Linked DNA regions of Mus musculus: regions 2 and 3 are each linked to region 1. A link is a contact called in public Hi-C and HiChIP or PLAC-seq data. All regions are on one chromosome and are shown on one strand. Each heading gives the region's core, a stretch centred on a gene start, on an enhancer-like site or on the middle of the called end of the contact. The rest is flanking DNA. Distances are from core to core; before and after follow the strand shown.

Region 1 (3,996 bases), core at 679-3,178:
TGATTGCTATTCAGGTCGACAAGCGGGGTTGAGGGGTCTCTCATGTACTCTAACTCGGTGGCGAACATCCCACCGTCAACGAAGCGCTCGGGAGCTATGTAGCATGTCCTCCTTCTCGAGGTGTCAAAGAAATAGTTGAAATCCGCTGGGTTGTCCTCGGGAAGATACGTGGGCTTAAAACTGGCGAAGTCGGTTAGGAGGACCCAGTTCCAACTGGTGACCATCACATTCTCTGTCTTGATGTCTCCGTGGCGGACTCCAGATTTGTGCGCTTGGTCCACGGCCGTCAGGATCTGGAAGGCGATCCAGCGCTTCTCGATGTTGTTTAGGAACGGGCGGGTACTGATGCGATCGTAGAGGTTGTCTCTCACATACTGCCGGAACAGCATGGCTGCTTTCTCAGACGCCTTTTCTGCTGCTTTCTGGAAGGGGAGGCAGTTCTGGGCGGAGTGGAGCCTGATTTTCAGTTCCTCCAGCTCCTGTTTATAACTAGTTAAGGGTAACGTGGGATCCTGAATTGCAAAGACCTTCACAACCACCAGGCCTTCCCGGTGCTTGGCTCGAGCGACTTTAAAAAACCGAGTGCTTCCCAGGCTCTTATCATACTCAAAGTCATGGATGTCTGAGAAATAACTCTCTACAGACAGGATCTGGGAAGGAGCGATGCCAGCCAGCTGATTTCCCATAATGCCCAGCACCTCTGGGACAGCAGCTTAACACAGAACACCTGGGTAAAAGGATGTCGAGCAGGAGAGAGATTAAAATGGAGAGAAACAAAGAAACAGTGAAATCGCCATTATTTGGCCTTTTCCTAAAAGACATCTGTACCTTTACCTACTATGTGTGTGAATGTGAGTCCCAGATCTGTCTCAAATTCAGAAAAAATTATCTAAGTAGATTTTATTACTTTTATCTAAAAATATGGTGCTACGTCATGTCATTCTTTCCAGCCGCTAAACTGTTTAATTACATACATGCCTTCAACATTTTATTTTAGAGATAAGGTCTGTGTAGCCCAGGCTTGGCATGGAACTCTCTATGTAGCCCGAGAAGTGAGTTTGAACTCCAGATCCTCTAGCCTCCACCTCGTAAGGGCTGAGATCCCACTATGCACAACGTAGTCCCTTCAACATTAAGCTAAAAATGTTAAAAACATGCATTCACTGTGTGATACTATTAAAGTCGTAAAAGTACCGTATGCCTCGGTCCTTGTCCGGGAAAACTAGTTTACTTGCAAGTAAGAAACACGCTAAACGCTTAAAAGAACGAATCACATGATACAAACGGATCATTTTAAGTCCTGGGAGGATCAATCAGATCTATAGAATTAGCATCAACTGGGCCTTGCATCCTCGCAGTGATGTCTCCCTCCTCCTAAACCAAGGCAAACTCCTCCAGTTTGCAACAAGAAACCCCGCCAGAAACATTCAAGAAAAGTAAGCCGAAATGCACACTGCCCCAAGTTACCTAACCCCACATTTTGCAGGAACTGTCTCCCTACCCCATAGTTGAGCACTCAGGAAAACATTTACCCCAGGCCTCTGGCAACTCAAAAGTCGCTGAAAGATCCCAGGGAGGTCTTGGCAGAGCTCCGAGGGGCTTGGGCGTGAACGGAAGCCGGCCAGGAGAATGTTTTCTGTGAGGGGTCTTCTTTCAGACACGGGACCGGGGTAGTTGGGGCAGGAGCGCAGACACGTCCGAGATCTAGAGCTGGGGGTGAACAACTGGGAGAGCAAACACACTCGGGACTCCGGACACCCAGCAGCCTCGCTGCCGGCTCCTCCCCTGCCGCCCTGGGCCCCCGCGGGTTCGAGTCCCCGGATCCCAGGGCCTTTGCAGCAGCCCTGGACAGGGACAGGGACAGGGACAGTGCCCGTCCAGGAAGACGACTTCACCTGCGGCAAACGCTGAACTCCCGGGAAAGCCTCCGGGTTGACCTCACTTCCTGTTGAGATCGGAAGTGACGGACGGAGGCTTGAGGAAGCGTTCAGTAGGAAGCCGGTTGCTAGGAAACAAGGGAAGGAAGCGTGGCCTCGCTGCCTCAAGCAGGAGGTGCTTTTCTTCACTAACTCTGTGACCAATGGCTCTAAGTAAACTTACCCACGTACTTAGAAAACCTAGCTCCCCCACTAAGTTGGATTTCAACTTTATTGAGTGAGAAGCTATGTGTCATAAAGTTCGTCGGTTTAAAAAGTGCACAATTGGGGTGACACGAACCTTTAATCTCATTACTCAGGAGAGGTAGATGGATTTGTTAGAGGCTAGCCTGTCTATAAAGAGAGATCCTCTCTCCAAAAAAAAATGTATGTATGTATGTATGCATGCATGCATATTTTGTATGTACACACACAAGTTATCTCGGTATGGCAGAGCCAAAGCTGTCATGGCTTCACAGCAGGAGTAAATCTTACAGTGAACCTACACAACACCTGGCATTTTAAGTCAACCATTGGTTGGGGAAGTGTATGCACCCTACCTCTCTGTGATAAAGACTTGGCTTCTAATGTATTCTAGGAGAGAAACCACTTTCTTCAATTGACTCCCTACTGAGTGCCCACCAGACTCCAATGGATAGCCCCAAACTCACTGCCTAAACTCAGTGAGTCTTGGAAAAAAAATATTTGAAAGTGCTGGTTAATTAGGGGTGGGGGTATTACAGTAATCACATTATACATGTATAAGATTGTCAAAAAATCAAGTTAAAACCATTTTTCAAAGTGTCAAGATTGGCTGGTTTTAATTCTTTATTCATTCTATTTTTGAAAGCAAGGTCTCGTTCTGTATTTCAGGCTAGCTGAAATACATCCCCCTGCCCCAACTTACTGGGTGCTGGAATTACCTGGGTGCATCATGGTAAAAAGAATGGGTCTTTGCTGGAGTTGTGTTCTAATTTTCTTGCTTTTGCTACTGTGCTGGTTCGAATGAGAATGGCTCCCAAAGGGTTGTATATTTGAATATCTAGTCCCTAGTGGGTGGGCTATTTAGAGGACTAGAAGGTGTGGCTTTATTGGGGGAGGTGTGTCACTGGCTTTGAGGTTTAAAAAGCCTAGGCCAGGCCCAGTGTCCCTCTCTTGCTGCTGCCTGTTGACCAGGCTGTAACTCTCAGCTCCTGCCTGCCAGCTGCGATGATTGATCCCTGCCACGGTGATCTTTGACTAACCCTCTGAAACCTTAAACTGTAGCCTCCCATAAGCCTGAAGCAGGCTAAGCCAGAACTTGATCTTGCTGCCACTAAGGAGATTATCTAGGGTGGAGCCTAGAGCACTCTATTGTTCTGCCACTGCCGCTGTTCCCCTTCAAGATACTGCTACCTGCTGAGAGGCCCCAGAACTATTCTAGAGACTACACCCTATTCTGCATGTCATCACCTGCGGCTGGTTCCAGGCTCCAAGGATGAATTGGCGGGAATGGACTTCCCCGCCCCCTCTTTTATAAAGCATGTCCACCATTAAAAATTTGAACCTTGATCAGAACCCTGTCTTGGTTCCATCTTCCTCTGGTCGCCTAGTTTCCCTCTCTTTCAGCACCGGCCTGCTATTCAGGTGTACCCGTCCTTGTGAGCCGCTGGACGGCTCGCAACATTAAGCAAGCCGCTTAAGAAAATACTTTCTTTTATAAGTGTTGCCTCCCCAGCACCAAAGAGGAGAGGGAGAAAGCGGTTGTTTTTAATATATTTTTACAGTTCTATAATAGCTATAATCTGTTTCACCAAAAGGAAAAGCCTGAAGCTGTGAGCTAGCCCTCGGCCCCTTGGCCTTTACGTTCTGAGAAACTGCTAAATTATTTTCCAAAGTGCACACAGCCTTACATCCCCACCAGCACAGTGTGGGGCTCCTGATCCCTCTGTGTCCTTTCTAGCGATGACATCATCCATTTTCCATTATTAGAGCATCTTGGTGGGTACAAAGTGACATCTCCTTTTGGTTTCATTTGCAGTTCCCCGAGGATTTAATGACGTTGAGCATCTCCTCGTGTACCTGTTGCCCATTCATTCGT
Region 2 (3,996 bases), core at 1,025-3,524, 640 kb before region 1:
ACCAGCATGCACAGAGCCTGCATGGCTCTGTACCCAGGTCCTCTGCGGTACATACTATAGATTCCAATTTAATGTCATTATGGGATTCCTGAGTGTGTACACAAGTATGTCTCTAATACTTTTTCTAAAATGTGCATTTGGTGTTTTTCCTGCAAGTATCTCTGTGTGGGGGCGTCAGGCCCCTTGGGACTGGAGCTATAGACAGTTGTCATTATACTCTTCACATGCAAAAGGAGCTTATGGAGCCTACTGAGCCCAGCATCCAGAAGGCTGGCAGCTAGAAGCAAAGCCAAGGCTAGAAAGAGCAGCATGTCCTTGCTGTATCTGGCATCCCCACACCACGTCTCCCAGTGAGAAACTCAGCCGTCTCAGTTTAGAATCCTGAGGCCTTCTCTTACCCAAGTGCTTGGTGTTGAGACTGAAGTCCACACAGGTGACTGCATCTCGGTGGCCCTTAAAATGTCTCTCCAGTGAGGGGTCCTCCTGGAAAAAAAAAAAAAAAAAAAAAGCAAGGTCAAATGGTTATAACGAGATAACAGGTCCTCCCTGGAACTAAGACTCTTCCTATAACCAGGAGACGTTAAAAGCACTCAAATCATGATCTCGTATGTTGAAAATTCTAAGGAATCCACTATAAACTGCTAGGACAAATGAGTACAGCAAGGAAGGGTTCACGATCAGCAAACACACAACCACACAAACGATCAGACGAATCAATAAATCCACAACAAACAGATCAAATATGGGCCCAGTGTGGGGAACAAACACCTTTAATCCCAGCACTTGGGAGGCAGAGGCAGGTGGAACTGTGAGTTCAAGGCCAGCCTGGTCCACACAGTAAATTCCAAGAGAGCCAAGACCATAGTAAGTTATCTCCCTCCACCTCAAACACCAAAAATTAAAAACAAAACAAGCAAACAACAACAACAAAAAAAACAAAACGACAAAACACACACACACACACACAACCAAACCACCTGAAGAGCTCCAAGGAACCCAGCTTGGGAAAGGATATTTCTATGATACAGCGAAGCCATTGCTATTCCACAAAGCTCTACCCCAAACAAAGGTGAGGCCCAGTGCCCAGCTCCACCCCCAAGCACACCTGCAGGTTCACGCCTTTTAACAGATGGCCTGGTAGTTCAGGGGTAAGAATCAACTAAGGAGCAAGGGCTCATTCCCTCTCCTGTCCTCACCAGAGCCTCTCAGAAACACAAGGGTGAGGAAGTGTCCATCCTAGGCTCAGTGGGCAGAAGCAGATTCAGGTCTGACTCCATCAGTGACACCCCTTCCCAATGCCTTCTTCCCTGAACAGTTTCCCCTAAAATCTGCGTGGAGCTAAATGTAAACAGAATATCAAATCGGCACTCAAAAGTCTGGTTTCTATTTCTACCCAAGTCTTCTCAGGTGCATCAGGTACCACCTGGCCCTGTGGAAGCAAATTCTTATTTAAAGGACCAATTTGAAGTCCTTTTCTGGAGTGGGGGGAGGGGTCAGAATCGAGCCCTGGACACACTGCAGGCTTCCGCTATCCCAGGCATCCCGATGGCCTACTGCTTCTACTTGTTGGAAAAGGATGTCACCTCCAAAAAAGACCTGTTGCTCACAAGAGGCCAAGCTTACGAGGCTCGCCCCAGGCCACGACAAGGGTCGGGCCTTGATGGTGTCTTCCTCAATACGCCGTACATTCCAGAGGCAGAGACTTATTTCTTCGTCCTGGTGGTCTAACATCTAGCCTGGCACCTGGGGTGCTAAGTCAATGCCCGGATCCACCCCGTAACCTTGGATGAGGAGGTCACCCTAGAACCCCGCGTCACCATCCGCCTCTCTCGCGGCCATTGTTCCAACCAGTCAGGTGCTCACTATCCAGGGACTTACCTGGCTGGGAGCAGCCATAGCGGGGCTAGCGGGCTGGTAGGACCAGCTGTGCCCCAAGTGCCAGAGATAGCTGGGTCGGCAGTTGTGCCAGTTCAGTTTCCGCGCCCCCAATCGCCACCAATAGCAACGCCGGTGGCGTCGCCGCGTCCCGCCCACCGCAATTAAAGGAGAAGCGCCCTAGGTTTTTGTCCGCCGACCGGAAGTCGGGTCGTTCGATAGGCGTCAAGCTCTTGTCCTCCCGCTCTTCCAGATGAGGTGACCCGCCGAGCAGCCAAAAGCCTCAGTTCGCTGTCACACTTTCCTCCTAAGAACTTAAAAAAAAAAATCTTAGATGAAGGTTTCGGCCCTTCAGCTCTAGCTCAGGTAACGGAGCGCGCAGCCATCGGGGAAATGAAGTTCTACATAGCACTTATACCCCACAGTCTTAATAAAGGTAGAACTACATTTACCGAGATGCTCCGGGGCGGGCGGAGTTTTACCATTATGAGTGACAGGCTTAAGTATCCCGGAAGGAGGATACTGACTGGCCTTGCTCTTGGCTTAAAACGTCCGATCAAGGCGCCATGGAGAACCAGGTTATTAGCGCCTTGGGACCCCAGAATGGTTCGTTCCTGCGAATACTCCTAAGTGTCTATTTAAAAAAAAAAAAAATGGAGTCATTCAAGAGTCAGAACCATGGTGCAGAAAGACATATGTTCAATTCTTAATTCTCTACTGGGTGACCTCAGGAAAAATGCGTCTACTCCGAGGGCCTGCCTCCGCGTTTGTCTTAAGAGGGGATGTGACTGCGGCCCGTCTTGCTCGGAACTCTTTAGCCTTAAGAAGGCTTTGGGTCGTAGCCTGACCTTAGCTCCAAAAAAAAAAAAAAGGTGAAAGAAGCAATCGTCGGGCGGAACCACCAGAGGCCGTCCTTTTCCACCTTCTGCAATGAAAGCAGCCGAAGCCCAGAGTGACCTGTGCATCTGACCTGAACTGGATGTTTTGTAAGATTCAAGAACCTTCCATCCATCATCTCTCCTGGGCCGGCCAACTTGTCCATACTCAAAACACTAATTAGGATCTGGCTGTGTCCTGAGGTTTCTTACCACATGCCTAGGCTTGAAACTGTGTCCCTAAATCTGCAGGGACAGTAAACTCAGAAACTGGCGTGTGGGGGAGTGTATTTGGACCTAAAAGAATGATTCATTGGTTCAGAGTGTATATGGTTCTCCCAGAGGACGAAAGTTCTATTCCCAGCTCCCATGTCAGATGGTTTACAACTGCCTGGAACTCCAGTTCTGAGGCAGTTCAACACCTCTTGTCTCCTGAGGCACACACACACACACCATTAAAAATAATTCTTTTAGTGTTTTGATGAGAGATACAGGATCTATATCTGATCCTATTTTAACTATGTTGGCATAGAATTGGTACCTTGACATTAGAAATGTTTAAGCTAATTTAACATAGGCAAGGTGAAAGTCTCAAGACAAAAATAGGTGCTCACAAATTCCCAGCCTTCCCATAAACAGTTTTCAGTTTTTCTCTTGTCAATAAGTGTGTCACGAGCACCCCATGCCAGAAACATGATGGTCACGTTTGTATATTCCTACAATGTCAAAATGAATTGCCTCTCAGGAAATTCCCAAGCTGTAGCAGTTTGCTGCTTTTCCAGATAAGGTCTCTCTATGTGGTCCTAGCGTTCCTTCCTCTGGCAGCCACAGACTTTTTATTTTTACTTTTTTAGGAATGTCATATGTAGGAATGTTTTGCCTACCTGTATGTATATGTACCATACTTATGTCTGATGTCTTATGAAGACGCCGGATCCCCTGGAACTGGCGTTGCAAACAGTTGTGAGCTGTCACGTGGGTGCTGGGTCTGAAACCCAGTCCCAAGTAACCTTAAACCAGCCCCACTAATCTTTTTCTGTTGCCTTGCTTTTTTTCTTTTCTTTCTTTTTTTTAAGAATATTGTGGGGTAGCCACCAGAGGAGACTGCTAAGACACGGATTTAAGCCAATAAAAAGTCTTTATTAGCCAGCCAGCAACTACACTGGGTGTTGTTCAAGATCCCATTGTAGCCGCAAGGCTTTCTCAGGGTGAGCTTTTAAGCATAAAATGTTCTGGGGGACTGGAG
Region 3 (3,996 bases), core at 909-3,408, 580 kb before region 1:
CGGAAGGTACCAAAGATGCTGAGCTGTGCCTGGTTGATGAAGTTCATTTGAAGATGCAGAGTGTGGAGTTTGGGCAGATCGGCCAGCCATCTGAGCGTGTACTTGTTGAGCAAGCGGAAGAAGATGCCGTTCATGTTCAGCTCCTGCAGTGACACCAGGTTCTTAAAGGAACTTGCCAGGTGGAGGCGGGCAAAGGATACCTTCTTGCGGTAATTGAAGGACAGGTTGAGCTTGCGCAGGCGGGTTAGGTTCTGAAAGGCATTGGTGTGGGTGATGCTTTCATAGAGAAAGTTCTCGCTTAGGTCCAGCACCGAGAGGTTGACCAGACCTTGGAACCAGGAAGAGTTCAGTGTATGGAGAGAGCTGTCCTTCAGCACCAGGCCTTCCAGATGGCTCAGGTGATGGAAGGTCTCAGGGTGCAGGTGGAGGGACTTTTGGCCACATTCTATACAGGGATTGGGGGCATGGTCACAGCGACGGCAATTCCCACCCACATCAAGTACTCGAAGGGAGGTCAGATTGGCCAGGTCTTCAGGCCCCAGCTTGACAATGAGGTTATAGGACACCAGGAGGTACTCCAGGCTGGGGGGCAGTTGGCGGGGCACCTTTGTGAGGTTGTTATACTTCAGAGACAGATGGGTGAGATTGCTCAGGCCCAGGAGGGCGCCTGGGGTCACCTTCACCGCTCCTGTGCAGGGGTTCTTGTAGTAGCAGTTCCCGTCCATGAAGAGAACGCGCAGGCTGTATAGGCCGGCGAGGCTGTTAGCATCTAGAACCAGGATGTTGGTGTGGCTCAGGCTCAGATTCACCAGGGAGCTGGGCAGTCGGGGCACAGTGGTGATACCATTATAGCTCAAGTTCAGCTCCTCCAGTGTACGCATAGCCAGGAAGGTTCTGGGCTCAATGGTCATGTGGCAAGAGAAGTGCAGGGGGCTAAGGCCAGTGGGTGGACAGTTCCACTTGAGGTTCAGCTGCCGCAGGTTGGACAGGTGGACGAAGTCAGAGTTGTGCAGGTGGTGGATACGGTTGGAGATCAAGGAGAGGCGGGTGATGTTGGAGCAGGATGCTGCCGCAGAGAAACGGGGTACAGACTTCAGGAACAGCCAATTGCAGTCCACCAGGCCATGAGGCTTCAGCTCACAGGGTAGGAAGGCAGGCAGGGTACCCAGGGCCAGAGTCTCAGCCAGCACTGCAGCCTGTACCAGGAGGGACAAGGGGTGCAGAGTCCTTCGACGGAGAACCTGTGAGAGCCAGGGCTAAATGAGCAAGTGTCTACTGTCATTGTACACTCTTCTACCCTCTCCTCCACACTGGGACTTTCTTCAGGGCTTCCAAGTCGTCTTCAAGTGTTTCCCCACTGCCCCAACAACCAGCCTCCTTCTAGCTACTCAGATCCACCATTTGGGTTTAGGCACAGCCGCTCAGAGCAAGGACACAGAACCAGGACTAGGCTGGAATCCAGGCCCCAGACTTGGAGCTTTTGCTCAGAACACAACCCGTAGCAGAGCCGAGACAGCCTCCAGCAGGCCTACTGGGGCTCTCCCACTTTCTCTTCCTCTCCTCTGGGGCCTCAGCTTTTTCCTCCTGACCACAGCAGCTGCCTGAGATCTGTACCTCCACCCCACCCCCCTGAAGCCTTGCTCCACTAGCCTCCTGGATTCTCCTTGACCAAAATGCAGGGAAGACTGAACCCTTACTGAGGTATAGGTTGGGTTCCATCTAGGCTTTGACGGCACTTGCTGGCTCTTGTTAGCCCCCATCTGACTCCCCAGTCTGACTTGAGAACCCTCAACCTGCCGAGAGGTCGAAGACTCGGAATGAGCAGTGGGTGGCAGGTCTGCAGGCCAAGTGCTACCATTAACCGAAGTCTGGGGCTTTAGCCTCCCCATCCACCCAGCAGGTTCAACTCTCTGCTCAGGGGATGGCTTTTGCTCCAATTCCCTTAGGGTTCCATGAGTGTCCCAAGGGCACAAAGTGGACAGTCCTTTCCATTGCTGTCCCTTCCCATGGTGCCCCTCCCCCCAGGGGGGCTAAGAACTGGGGTCCTACCATGTTGGGAGATGGAGGATTCTCCCGAGGCTCCCTCTGACAAACTGGGCGGCAGAGAATGATGTTCCACACCAGGGTCTCTCAGAGAATTGAGGAAGTGACACTTTCACTACAGCTTAGTAGCTACTTTGTCCCTACCCTGAAAGAGCAGGTGGTACAATGAGTCACACATCATTTGCATAGTCAGATGGCAGACAGATAACCCCCTCAACCCCTTCCTCTTTCCACTCTCCTCCCCACCCCACAATCAGCCAAAGGGTATCACATATGCCCCCCACCCCCCAAAGAGCTGTGGGAAGGAACCAAAACCCAGACTCCAGCCCAAGGTCAATGAGAAACCAGATTTTAATAGCACCAGAGCTAGGCAGAGCACTGACCCTCGTGAGGAGGGTGTCACCTCACTCTCATGCCTCAGTGCCTGTCTCATGGGTGCTCTCGGGACAGTGGCTCTCTCACCTACTCTATCCCCAGAACTCTATGGAGAGCATCTGTGAGCCAGAGGCTGGAGCCAACATCTGCTTTCCTACTACGGCAGCCTTCACATCTCTTCCAGCAATAGTATCTCCCACTCTGCATCTCCACTTCCCGAAACGCCCAGTCAGACTCCAGACCCCAGAGCACAGCAAGCTGCTGGAGCTTCTGAGGTAGGCTGCGGCTGGTCCAGCCAAGATTCTGGCTGATCTTGCTGTCATGTGACACTGTTCCTGGGGAGATGTGAGCAAGTGTGTACTCACCCAAGTGACAGACCAATGACAGACCAAAACCGAGGTACCACTGACGTCCAAGTTGGTTTACCAATGAATTTTATTGGAGTTACTGGTTGAAGTATGGATGAGGGGTTACTAAAAGGAGCAGAGATGACTCAAAGACAGCTGTATCACCAAAGCATAGGTCATGGATACTACAGAAGCTAGAAATGGAGAGCTCATGGCACAATGTATTGACAGCTCAACCTGGGGCATTGTGGGAAGTGGGGATGCAGAGTGGGAGACACTATCCCAGTTGGACAGTGAATTGTCCAGGCAAGACAGTTGGTCTGAGCCTTTTTCAGGCAGCTCAGCTGGTCTCTGCTTCTTTCAAGCTCCTCTGTGCACCTCCCTTTGTCTGAGCGTGCTTCTTAGCAGTCTCCACTGTCCATATAAGCTTAGGGAGGACCAATTGCATCTGGTCACTTTCAGGAACTTCCTGAAGCTTTTTTTCAGTTGTTTATATCCTGAGGTGTTTTTGTTTGTTTATTTGTTTCCTCAAGACTAAGTTTCTAGCCCTGGCTGTTCTGTAACTCATTCTGTAGCCTGCCTCTTGTCTCTTGCGTGCTGTGATCAAAGGTGTATGCCACACCACCCTATCTCCCTGGGGGATGGAATGGTTCACCGGTTGGAAGCACAGCCAGGAGGTCCTTGTGCCTACAGAGATCGCCAGAGGAACCAAGAACGTTAAGCACACTGGGTTGTCTTTCTCATGGGAAAGATGAAAAACCTGTTCTTCCATGCGGAAAGGTGAGGGCAGAAAGTGATTAACCTTCTGGTGATGTTGGGCCAGACCACAACAAGCTCCTACAACCAGGACCAGAGGTGGCCAGTGTTACAAAATATATAAATTGTGGTGGGAGTCAGGGAGTACTTGGCAGGCCAAGGAGAAATCATGTCACGTGACAGGCCTGATTTAAGGGAAGTTTATTGTGGGGGGAAAGGAGGGGAATGGGGACCTGGAAAGGGGGTAGAGGCAGAGAAAAGGAGGACAGTGGGGGAGTGCTGAGGTAGCAATTAGTCCTCTTTATAAGCTGTGCCTCTGCTTCGCCCGCTGCAACTGGTAGATGGCAGGTGATGGCACAAGCCTAGGTCCTTGGGAGGAGCCTAGTGGAATCTGTTAACCAACAGCGAGTAATCTAAATGACTGTTGCAGCCAGAGACCCCTCCAAGCTCCCACAACCAGGACTAGGGGTGGCTA

What was found. Hi-C and Micro-C count contacts between places; a contact is called where the count stands out from the background. HiChIP or PLAC-seq counts read pairs in DNA pulled down with a chosen protein or histone mark.
Region 2: a Hi-C map of regulatory T cells shows a contact between it and region 1, with 11 times the contacts expected there. The contact joins the promoter of Poc1a here to the promoter of Pik3r4 in region 1. A contact is called at or near these places in 2 of 39 promoter capture datasets (liver and pre-B cells), 5 of 484 Hi-C or Micro-C datasets (CD4 T cells, CD8 T cells, embryonic stem cells and 1 more) and 2 of 115 datasets of contacts at active chromatin or transcription factors (embryonic stem cells and large pre-B cells).
Region 3: a contact with region 1 is called in an H3K4me3 HiChIP or PLAC-seq map of craniofacial prominence, with 4 times the contacts expected there. The contact joins the promoter of Tlr9 here to the promoter of Pik3r4 in region 1. A contact is called at or near these places in 3 of 39 promoter capture datasets (hippocampal neurons, liver and pre-B cells), 1 of 484 Hi-C or Micro-C datasets (CD4 T cells), 3 of 115 datasets of contacts at active chromatin or transcription factors (craniofacial prominence, embryonic stem cells and thymic regulatory T cells) and 1 of 9 other capture datasets (adipose tissue).

The regions. Positions count from the first base shown.
Region 1 is chr9:105,640,927-105,644,922 of GRCm38.p6, reverse strand. Pik3r4 (phosphoinositide-3-kinase regulatory subunit 4) reads right to left here and starts at 1,928. Exons shown (of 20, transcript NM_001081309.1): 1 at 1,533-1,928; 2 at 1-727. The coding sequence starts at 686.
Region 2 is chr9:106,279,339-106,283,334 of GRCm38.p6, reverse strand. Poc1a (POC1 centriolar protein A) reads right to left here and starts at 2,274. Exons shown (of 11, transcript NM_027354.2): 1 at 1,879-2,274; 2 at 399-483. The coding sequence starts at 1,896.
Region 3 is chr9:106,220,760-106,224,755 of GRCm38.p6, reverse strand. It overlaps Tlr9 (toll-like receptor 9), which reads right to left and starts at 2,158. Exons shown (of 2, transcript NM_031178.2): 1 at 2,050-2,158; 2 at 1-1,241. The coding sequence starts at 2,052.